Regions from separate parts of the Rattus norvegicus genome. Here region 1 is linked to region 2. A link is a contact called in public Hi-C data. All regions are on one chromosome and are shown on one strand. The core of a region is the stretch at or near the end of the contact, and the rest is flanking DNA. Distances in the headings are between cores, read along the strand shown.

Region 1 (5,974 bases), core at 719-3,218, 53 kb before region 2:
AGGGAAATTGTATATGCAAACAAACTTTTATTCCAATATTTGGAATTTCTGTCTGCACAATAGGGATAATAACATTTATGTCATGTGGGCAAAGTGATTTAAATAAATTAGTGCATGTAAGGTGCTAGGACAGCTCCTGATGTACAACAGATATTCAGTAAGCATTATATGTTATCTTCATTATCTCATAGAGAAAGAAAATACTTCTCCACGGGATTAAGAGAAAATGGACATAGCAATTTCTGGAATTCCTGGAGGATCCTCCCCTTTGAAAGGAGACTGGTTTGAGAGAGAAGGCTAAACATTAGAACTGGACGTCAAGCCACAGATTAAAGTTCCCATTTATTCTAGAAACCTTTTCCAGTTATCTGATGAAGCAGGCTGGAAAGCAACAAGGAGAGACAGGAATCCCACCCACTAATAACTTAGATTTCACAGACTTCATGTGTGATGAGGGAGATGGTGAGAGGTGAGATCAGATCTAAGCGGAGATGCTCTTTATGTCTGGTGACCCCGGATAATGCACCTCCCTTCCTGAGGCATGCCCCATCCCTGCCAGGCAACATTCATAAACGTCCATTCTTGGCACCTCCTACTAAGCCACGATGAGATGATTTTTGTTATTCGCAAGTAAACAGGACCCTTCCAAGGCATGGTAGATGTCCTCATAGGGAACCCCAGATAGAAGAGTGCAAAATGTAGTGTTGTGACAAGATCTATGCAGTAGCAGCCAAATGATCCTCAGGACGAAAAAAATAAACCGAAGCTTTGTGTTTTACTGGGTTGAGCGGCCTTCAGGAGGTAACCCAGGGCTTGGGAGAATGAGGCAGAAGGATGTCTATGAATTTGGGTTGTGGCTATTTAGTGAGACCGTATCAGTGAATTACTTAAGAGTGAAGGACAGGGAGGTGACCACAGAGGAGGAGGGAGGGAAGCACCATGAATTTAGAAGCTCAGTCTCCCTCCCTGCCGTTCACACTTCCGAGACCTTGGGGATTAGAAAGTTCCTCTTGAACTGTGTTTCTGGTAGCCTGCTCTAGACATCATGGTTTTAACTGCATAAATGAGTGCACAAGGCCAGGGCAACTTTTATAAGGTAAACACCACCTGAGTTTCTAAAAGCATTCTCTCTGGACAGAGCACCTGACAACTAGGCTGGGGGGCTTTAATTATACCTGTGTTAGCTTCCAGTATCAATAATAGGTCATAACTCATAAATGGATTTCTGTTATGATTTAAACATTTTGAAAGACCCCAGCTTAGCAGCAGTAACACCATTTTGCAAGGCTGTACTTAAGATGACTAGTTCAGGGAAAGGTTAGAACACTGAGTACACAGCAGCTGCCAAGCAGGATGTGTTTGGTTGAAGGCCTGGCAACAGGACGACTTCGGTTGAGCACCTGACAATGAAAAAAAGCCCCGGGAGAGGTCCCACACCCTGGTGGGGGGCCGAGTCAGTCGTTATGTTCCAAGAAGGTAGCTAAGAAACTTGCCCCCGGGCTGAACCCTTGGGGGGCCGAGTCAGCCGTTATGTTTCAGGAAGGTAGCTAGGAAACTTGCCCCCGGGCTAAACCCTTGCCATATTAGAATCCACCAATTATATCCCTGTAACCATGCATCTGCTTCTGTATGCTTGCTTCTGCTCCCCAAAATCCTATAAAAGCCCATCCTTGGTTCCGTGGGGCGCGCCAGTCCCCCGAGTGACTGAAGCGCCCGCAGGTGCCTGTGCCTGTGTATCCCATCAATAAACCAAATCCTCTTGCTGATTGCATCCTGTGGTGTCTCGGTCTGGTCTTTGGAGTTGGAGGGTCTCCATCCCGAGGGAAAGTTCTCCATGAGAGCTTTTCATTTGGTGCATTGGCCGGGAAAGGAGATCCTCCACCCAGGGACCACCGACCACCCACTGGGAGGTAAGCCGGCCGGCGTCTGTCTGTCTGCCTGATTTTGTCTCGTTCTGCCTTATTCTGTCTGTTCTGTGAGCGCTCAGCCAGGTCTGTTCTGTGAGCGCTCAGCCAGGTCTGTTCTGTGAGCGCTCAGCCAGGTCTGTTCTGTGAGCGCTCAGCCAGGTTGTTTGGAATTTGGGCGGGACGAAGAAGGAGCTGACGAGCTCGGACTTCTCGCCCCGCAGCCCTGGAAGACGTTCCAAGGGTGTTAGGGGCCCGACTTTTCGGGGCCCAATCTGGGAGGAGAAAGATCCGGACTAACGGCACCTCTGTCTGTATTTTTGGCTTTCAGAGGGCCCCGGACCTTTGCCACCTCCATCTGACTTTTTGCTTTCAGTTTGGTACCAAAGCCGTGCAGCACGCCTGTCTGTTGTTTGTTTGACTGTTGGTGTTGTTTGTTTTCTCTGTGTTCTAATCTTCCTTAGAACTAACATGGGACAGTCCCTAACAATGCCCCTAAGTCTCACTCTTGATCATTGGGAAGACGTCCACGACCGGGCACACAACCAGTCCGTCGAGGTTAAAAAAAAAAAAGGAAAAGGGCAGACTCTCTACACATCCGAGTGGCCCACTTTCGGAGCAGGATGGCCAGTGAATGACACATTTAATAAGATCATTATTTTACAGGTTAAAGATCGGGTCGTCCACGGACATCCTGACCAGGTTTCTTATATTATCACTTGAGAGAGTCTCGCCTTAAAACCCTCCCCCTGGGCGGAACCCTTCGTGGACCCGAATTGGCCTCCCCTCAACCCCCAGCCTGTCCCCTCGGCCCCGCCCGGTCTGCCGGCCACGTCTTCCTCTCTCTACCTTTGTGAAATCAGAGCCTTCTAAGAAACCTGTCCTCCTGGCAGACCCAAACTCCCCTCTCATAGATCTTCTCTCTGACAGGCCCGGCTAAAACGGAGGAGGCAGAGCCGCCGGCCAGATCAGTTGCCGGGCCACAGTCTGATAAGGGTTTCTCCCCTGTCGCAGGGAGATTGCACAATAAGCGAGAGGTGATGCCAGATTTCAACCTCCCAGGCTTTCCCACCTAGACAGGGAACCGGTGGCCAGACCCAATACTGGCCGTTTTCAGCAGCTGACATTTACAATTGGAAACAACACAACCCTTCTTTCTCCAAAGATCCGGTGACACTCACCGACCTAATAGAATCTGTTTTACTTACCCACCAGCCTACTTGGGATGACTGCCAACAGCTCTTACAGGCCCTCTTAACCTCAAGAAAAAAAAAAAAAAAAAACAAGGAGTGTTCCTAGAGGCCAGAAAGCATGTTCTGGGAGATGATGGGCGTCCCACCCAGCTGCCTAAAAAAATTGATGCTACATTCCCACTTAAGAGACCAAACTGGGATTTTAATACAGCTGAAGGTAAGGGACACCTACGCCTTTATCGCCAGTTGCTTCTAGCGGGTCTCCGAGGGGCTATACGACGCCCTACTAATTTGGCTCAGGTAAAACAGGTATTACAGGAAGCAGGGGAAACTCCCTCCGCCTTTCTAGAGAGACTTAAGGAGGCCTACCGTATGTACACTCCCTATGACCCAGATGACCCAGGACAAATGACGAGTGTCTCTATGTCCTTCATCTGGCAGGCTGCTCCAGATATCAGGACTAAGTTACAGAGGTTAGAAAATTTACAGGGCTATACATTACAGGATTTACTTAAAGAAGCTGAAAAGATTTTTAATAAGAGAGAGATAAAAAAAAAAAAAAACAAAGAATTGAGTCGAATCTTGGCCGCCGTAGTTCAGGGCCAAGAAAGGAAGGGAGATAGGGGGGGAGCTCGAAAGGGGCTGAAGCTAGATAAAGATCAATGTGGCTATTACAAAGAGAAAGGGCACTGGGCCAGAGAGTGCCCCAAGAAGCCTGGCGGACCCCGAAAGCCTCGACCACAAACCTCCCTCTTGGCTCTAGATAAAGATTAGGGAGGTCAGGGCCAGGAGCCCCCCCCTGAGCCCAGGGTAACGCTTAAAGTTGGGGGGCAGCCGGTTACTTTCCTGGTAGACACAGGAGCCCAGCATTCAGTCCTCACCCAAGCTTCAGGACAACTCAGCGACCGGACGGCCTGGGTACAAAGAGCTACTGGTGAGAAACAATACCGATGGACTACGGACCGCCGGGTTCAGCTGGCTACCGGTAAGGTGACCCATTCCTTCTTACATGTTCCGGACTGCCCGTACCCTCTGCTGGGCCTTGACCTGCTCACCAAACTAAAAGCACAAATTCATTTTGAGGAAGGAGGGGCCCAAATAACTGGCCCCCACGGAACTCCCCTTCAAGTTCTAACCCTATGAACCGGGACAGGACACTGGCTTGGGCAGAGACTGGTGGGATGGGGTTGGCGCTCCAACAGCCCCCCTTAATTACAACTCCAGTCTCCATAAAACAATACCCCCTGTCACATAAAGCTTATCAAGGTATAAGGCTTCACATTACGAGGCTTCTAGATCAAGGCATCCTAGTCCCCTGCCGGTCGCCTTGGAATACGCCTCTTCTGCCTGTTAAGAAACCCGACACTGGAGATTATAGGCCAATACAAGACTTGAGAAAGGTCAACAAGAGGATAGAAGATATTCATCCGACTGTTCCAAACCCTTACAATTTGCTCAGTAACTGTTCATCGATGAGAAACAGGGGTATGCTAAAGGGGTCCTAACACAAAGGTTGGGACTCTGAAAACGCCCTGTGGCCTACCTGTCTAAGAAATTGGACCCTGTGGCCTCCGGCTGGCCACCGTGCCTAAGGATGGTGGCTGCTATTGCTGTCCTGATCAAGGACGCTGGAAAATTGACTTTGGGACAGCCACTCACCATCCTAACACCCCACGCAGTGGAGGCCTTGGTAAAGCAGCCCCCAGACCGCTGGCTCTCTAATTCCCACATGACCCACTACCAAGCCTTGTTACTGGATGCAGAACGGGTTCAGTTTGGGCCCATAGTCGCCCTCAATCCTGCCACCTTGCTTCCTCTACCAGAGGAGACAAAACAGCATGACTGCCTACACAGATGACAACAGCTTCTTGGCAGAGGGAGAGCGAAAGGCTGGAGCTGCGGTCACTACGGAGGACAAAGTGATTTGGGCGAAAGCCCTGCCTGCTGGTACCTCCGCACAACGGGCTGAACTCATCGCCTTGACTCAGGCGCTCAAGATGACAAAAGGTAAGAGGCTAAATATATATACAGACAGCCGTTATGCCTTTGCCACGGCACACATCCACAGGGAGATCTACCGGAGGCGGGGGCTGCTCACATCTGAGGGTAAAGATATGGCTAAAATTCTGGCCCTCTTAGAAGCCCTATTCTTGCCCAAAAGACTGAGTATTATACATTGTCCAGGACACCAGAAAGGACACAACCCAGAGGCACGAGGAAACCGGCTGGCCGATGCCACGGCGCGAGAAGCGGCCATGAACAAACAAATCTTGCCCTTAAATAGCCCAGACCAACCCACGCCCCCACCAGTGGGACAAACCAGTTGGGTTTATGCCCATGAGGACATAGAGCTCCTAAAAAAAAATGGGGGCCATCTACCACCCTCAACTAAAACAGTGGGTCTACAAAGGACTTTTGAATTGATCTCCTTTTTACATAAATTAACCCATTTGGGGTTTAAGAAGATAAAAACCTTACTAGATTGGGAAGAGATAAATCTGTGTTTTTTGAATCGGGACAAAGCGATACAAAAGGTGACTGAGAGTTACAAAGCGTGCGCTCAGGTTAACCCGAAAAAGACCATGATTGGACAAGGAGTTCGTCCTAGGGGACACCGTCCCGACATCCATTGAGAAATTGATTTTACTGAAATTAAACCAGGTACAAGTATCTCCTAGTGTTTGTAGACACCTTCTCAGGATGGGTCAAAGCCTTCCCCACGAAGCACGAGACTACAAAAATGGTCACCAAGAAGCTCCTCGAGGAAATCTTTCCCAGGTATGGCATGCCTCAAGCGTTGGGGTCGGACAACGGGCCCGCTTTCGTCTCCCAAGTAAGTCAGTTGGTGGCCAAATTGCTGGGGATTGATTGAAAATT
Region 2 (5,497 bases), core at 858-3,357:
TCTCCATAGCCACCCTAGTTAGATAATCCCCTTAAACCAGGCAGAGTGAGGTGATTTCGGGTTGGAAAGAAGGTTTAATTAGTAAAGTACTCCCTGAATGGGTGTGGCAGTGCACACCTGTAATCCCTGCCCCGGGGAAGCAGAAATATGACTACCCCTGGAGCCTCCCAGCTAAGCAGCCTTGGTGAACCCAGAAGCCCTAGGTTCAGAGAGAGACTCTGTCTCACAAAACAATGGAGAGCAATGAAGGTAGTATTGTCCCTGACCTCTGGCCTCCAAACTCACTTGACTATGTACACACATGAAATCAATAAAAATAAACAAGACATTTGGTAGGTATTAGTGAACAAATGAATGGCTGAGCTGGGCAGAAGTGACTTGTGCCTTTAATTCCAATACTTGGGAGGCAAAGGTGGGTAAATCTGTGAGTTCAAGGCCAGTCTGGTCTACAGAACAAGTCTCGGGACAGCCAGAGCAGCACAGAGAAACCCTGTCTTGAAAAACAAATAAATACATACATGCATACATGTGTACAATGCATATACACATGTACACATACATACATGCTTACATACACATGTATACATACCCATGCATGCATACATGCATACGCTCATACACACTTGAATATGAATTACTGGAAGGAGAATGAAGAAACAGTATTATCCAAAGTAGTCAATGGCAGCTGTTTGTCTCAAAGGAACTAAACACTCTCTATGGACCCAGGCTTGGAAATTCAAGTTTTCAAAGTTATGGCTTCCTTTATTTTGTATGTTTTTATTTATGTAGGAGGGCATATGTGTGCAGTGGTGTACATGTGCAAGTTAAAGCACAGCTTGCAGGAGCTGGCTCTCTCCTTCTGTCACGCGGACTGTAGGGATAAAACTCAGGTTGTCAGGCTTGGCTGCAGGCCTCTTTAACCCATCATCTGCCCCTCCAACCCAGAAATTCTATTAACAGCAGGAGATAGCATAATATCTCAGGTGAATTGAATTTTCTTAGGTTTTGCCCCCTTGTCCCAGGTACAACCTTCACTTTGTTCTCCATTTCAGCTACTCCAGTGTGATCATGATTCCTAGGGCTTGTCCGTATGAACATCATTTTCTCCCGTGCACTTACGGCCCTACCTCTAGTCCACAGATATCTGTAGATCTCTTGTTGGCAGATTAAAATACTAGATTGGCTCGGGAGGCATGTAGCTCATGTAAAATCAGTATCTTGTTTATTTATTATTTATTCGCTGTCAAGACTTCCTCTCCACCTATAAAAGTTGAACTTATAGGTCTTAATTTTTTTTTCTACTAAACCTTTCCCCCGTTTGTAACAACTATGTCATGTTGGCTCTTTTCCCAGTGTCCTGGCACTTCCCCAGTTCTCCAGGAAATGTTAAACAGCTGTTACCCTGAAGAAAAGTCAGCCACTTCAGCAAGCGCTCTGTAAAGTAAGTCCTACCCCTCCACGGTTGACTATGACTGCTTTGGAAGCAATCTGCTTTCTTCCTGGAGTTTTCTCGCTCTCTCTAGGCTTACTTCTCAATCACAAAGACAGAGTCAAGACTGGGTACCCTGGTTGGCCGTCCAAACGCATGAGTACAAAGCGTAGGTCATTTTTCAAAAGTATGTTGCTCGACTGAGGCCTGGGTGTTCTTGACAAAGAAAAGTAAGATGAATTTGAGTCTATGACAACCACCCGGGAAACTTCTAGTCACAAGGCCCACCCTGAAAAACTTGAGTTAACTACAGTCAGAATGGACACGTATCTGGGAGAGCACACTGTTCACTTGCTAGAAAGCCCACTGCCCAGAGGTGAGAAACTCAGGGTTTCAGCTGTGCTGTTGAGTAAATTCTGCCAGCTGAGTAAATAAGCCTGAAACAATAGGGACTCTGAGCCAGGGTTTACACAATGCAGCTACAGCAGACAAGACTGGGCCGCTCTTTTTCCCAGGTTGGCTTTGTCTCCTGGTGTTCTCAGGGGTAACCTGACCTTGACTTTAGCCCAGGCACCATTTAGGAGAGGTAATTGCCTGCCACAAGACAGCATTGCTGCCATTGGCTATCTCCGAGGCAAAGAGCAGCGCCGCTGGAAGTTCCCATTTAAGGCATTAAGTGGGGTATGAGTGGAGCCAACTAAAACAGTTCAGTGCTCTGTCAGAATTGAGCAGGAAGACAACAGAGTCACTGTACATCTCTCTTGGCTCTTGGCCCAAAGCAGAGTGTTAAAGTCCCAATCTGGAGAGCCTGATCTTTGCAGAAAGATCAGTTGTCTGGATGATTTAATCGGGTTTCCCCTGTTAATCTCTGTATGTAACCCATTGTTGTAGCTATTAAGCAGCATCCGGTGGAAATTTCTGGAAACGGTAAAGAAATGGTGCAAAATCTAAACACAGGGAACTCAGCCTGCCCTTATGATGTCAGTTTCTGTTTTAGTTTAAATATTTTTAGTGGAAAGCCAAGTAAAGCCAGACTTCTTGTTTACAATGGAGCAGTATTGGATTTGGGCAAGAAGACAATGTACTTACAGTAGAGTTACCACTGTGCAGCTGGTTATGTCAAAGTCTCACATTACAGCTCATTAAACGGATGTTTCTGACAGGGCTAGACAGGACAAGCTTCTTTACCCTGAGGGGATTGGCAGGCTGAGAGCCATCTTTTAGAGAGCCTGAACATACAACTCTTCTGTATTTTACTGTGGATCCCACAATCCCTTCTTTTGTAATCTCTCTTTTACATAATACTTGGAATTTCCTATTCTATGCATTGATAAGAAAGTGAGTGTGGGGGCCATGTTTATATTATAAATGAATAGGAGTGTTGGAGTTCTATGCTATGTTAGAACTTTCTTTTAAAAAGGCTATGTAGCAAACCAACCAACCAACATCACTGGCTCTCGGCTTCCGAAACAAAGAACTTAAAAACCAGCGACTTATTGGTAAGATAAAGCCAGAGACCACTTGTCTAAGGAAGGAGACTTTGCTATGTGACTCTAGCATCTTTGTTTAGATGGTTTTAAAAGTTAGACATTTGCTAGAGTGGATGCTGTGACAAGATAGAGATAGGAGGCCTGAGCCACCCTTTGGCGTTACCACCCTTTGTAGACTTGAGATCCTTGAGCATCTAAGACTTAGAGGGGTTTTGTTTTGTTTTGCTTTGCTTCTGTTTGTTAGTTTTGTCTTTTAACCTACATTAATGGAATTCCTATCTCAGCTCTGTCCCAAGTGAGTCATTCTTCAGGCTCAAGCATGCCAAGAGTTAATTAAATACTCATAGTCATTTGGCATGGCTATTGTTCCTTTCCTATTTTTTTCCCTCCTAATTCACCCTGATGTATGTATGTATGTATGTATGTATGTATGTATGTATGTTTGTACATACGGCAAGTTGATAAGGTCCAGCATGGAGTTCCTATTAAAAAAATACACAATCACAAGTGAGAAGCAGCCAAAGAATACCCATGCTGTTCAAATGTAAAAGAACTTAGGGGTAAATCACTATCAAACCCCAGCCCTGTTTGCTTTCCATGTGGAAATAGCACCCTCTAGTGCTCGGACAGAGTCTTTGTCTTCAGAACTGGCCAAGGAATGGGGACTTTGAAAACTTGACCATCATCCACATACTCACAGATATGAGAGAGCACCCATCCTTAAAGTTGTGCTTTTCTATTAAACATTCTTCTCTCACTGTGTGTAAGACTACTTCACAGCTATGGTATTACATGAAACCACGACTTTGCAGCCCCCACAAGCTCGGTGAAGGACATAATCTAGGACAGCTGATCATGAATGATCTAATGTCATGCAGTCAAATACTTCTGGGAAAATAAGACATGCTATCGAGTTTCTTCATTGCTGAGACTGAATCCGTTATTTTTACACATTGTGGAGTCACCAACCATGCTTCTGTGGAAGTGTTCAATTTAGTTTGGTTTCTCTTAGTTTCAGACTATAGAGCTATTATTGACGATTTCAACATAAAGGAGACAGAACACTGTACTTCTTTCTTTCCAATGTGTTTTCCACAATTCTGATGTTAGTTACTTTGGATAATTTCGGTGTGTGGCAAGGAATTTGGAGTGGGTGATGCTCATATTAAGTATTTTGGGGAGGGGAACACCCATATAGAAGGGGAGGGAGAGGGGTTAGGGGGGTGTTGGCTTGGAAATTGGGAAAGGGAATAACAATTGAAATGTAAATAAATACCCAAGTTAATAAAGATGGAGGGAAAAAAGTATTTTGGGGAAAGGTTAGGTATAGTTGTTGCTCTCTACGTGGCAATATGCAAGTGTGAAGTTTTGTATTAAAGTCAGTCACCCCTGAAAATGTGGATGCTTCACTCCTTCTTTAAAAGGGGAACAAGAATACCCTTGGCAGGGAATAGAGAGGCAAAGATTAAAACAGAGACTGAAGGAACACCCATTCAGAGCCTGCCCCACATGTGGCCCACACATATACAGCCACCAAACTAGATAAGATGGATGAAGCAAAGAAGTGCAGGCTGACAGGAACCGGATGTTTATCTCTCCTGAGAGACACAGCCAGAATGTGGCAAATACACAGGAGAATGCCAGCAGCAAACCACTGAACTGAGAACGGGACCCCCGTTGAAGGAATCTTAGAAAGGACTGGAAGAGCTTGAAGGAGCTCGAGACCCCATATGAACAGCAATGCCAACCAACCAGAGCTTCCAGGGACTAAGCCACTACCCAAAGACTATACATGGACTGACCCTGGACTCTGACCTCATAGGTAGCAATGAATATCCTAGTAAGAGCACCAGTGGAAGGGGAAGCCTTTGGCTCTGCCAAGGCTGGACTCCCAGTGAACAGGATTGTTGGGGGGGAGGACGGTAATGGGGTGATGATGGGGAGGGGAGCACCCATGTAGAAGGGGAGGGAGAGGGGTTAGGGGGATGTTGGCCTGGAAACTGGGAAAGGGAATAACATTTGAAATGTAAATAAGAAATACTCAAGTTAATAAAGATGGAGAAAAAAATCAGTCACCCTATCAGATGGGTCTATGTTGGGTTGTCTCGTTCCTCATGAAATGACCAAACTGATTAGACTAAAGAGATGTTTCATTTCCCGTCGTCCCAAATGCTTACTGTACAGCCATCTTCCTAGAAGAGGCAATGTTTGTTTAGTTCTTCCTTTTTCCTTCTTCACATCCTCTCACCTCTTGGAAGATCCCCAATAGACACTAGAGACAACGTGCAAGTGGTTGTTGCTGCTACAGTACAGGCAAGGGAAATCTGCATCCACATCAGCAGATGTATGTTACTTGGCTAGGATCATATGTTATATAGGTTATAAAGGACTGTAGGTATATTAACAGCAGGACAGGGATTAGGTATTTCAATTTATGTTAACAAATTATAGTTCAGGCAGTATCTCTAATGCCCAGATTGCTGCTGCCTGTGGTGCTCCATGGGCCCCACCATTTGCTCTCCCTCCAGGCCTTTCAGTTTCCAGCTATTGATTTCATTGAATGGCCAGACCACAGGGA

Evidence for each region. Hi-C and Micro-C count contacts between places; a contact is called where the count stands out from the background.
Region 1: a contact with region 2 is called in a Hi-C map of Schwann cells, with 3 times the contacts expected there. The contact joins the promoter of LOC134480368 here to the enhancer-like site in region 2. A contact is called at or near these places in 7 of 12 Hi-C or Micro-C datasets (the A7r5 cell line, the Rat2 cell line, Schwann cells and 4 more).

What each region holds. Positions count from the first base shown.
Region 1 is chr9:57,147,179-57,153,152 of GRCr8, reverse strand. It overlaps LOC134480368, which reads left to right and starts at 1,968. Exons shown (of 2, transcript XM_063267897.1): 1 at 1,968-5,104; 2 at 5,282-5,974. The coding sequence starts at 4,936. The coding sequence ends at 5,730.
Region 2 is chr9:57,094,566-57,100,062 of GRCr8, reverse strand. No RefSeq gene overlaps it. Among named protein-coding and RNA genes, the nearest start is that of Stat4, 17 kb to the right of the region's middle. Within about 2 kb of position 2,107, at least 15 of the 93 cell types and tissues checked have an H3K27ac peak or open chromatin away from gene starts, as enhancers often do. A contact at or near this core is called in Schwann cells, where this site is marked.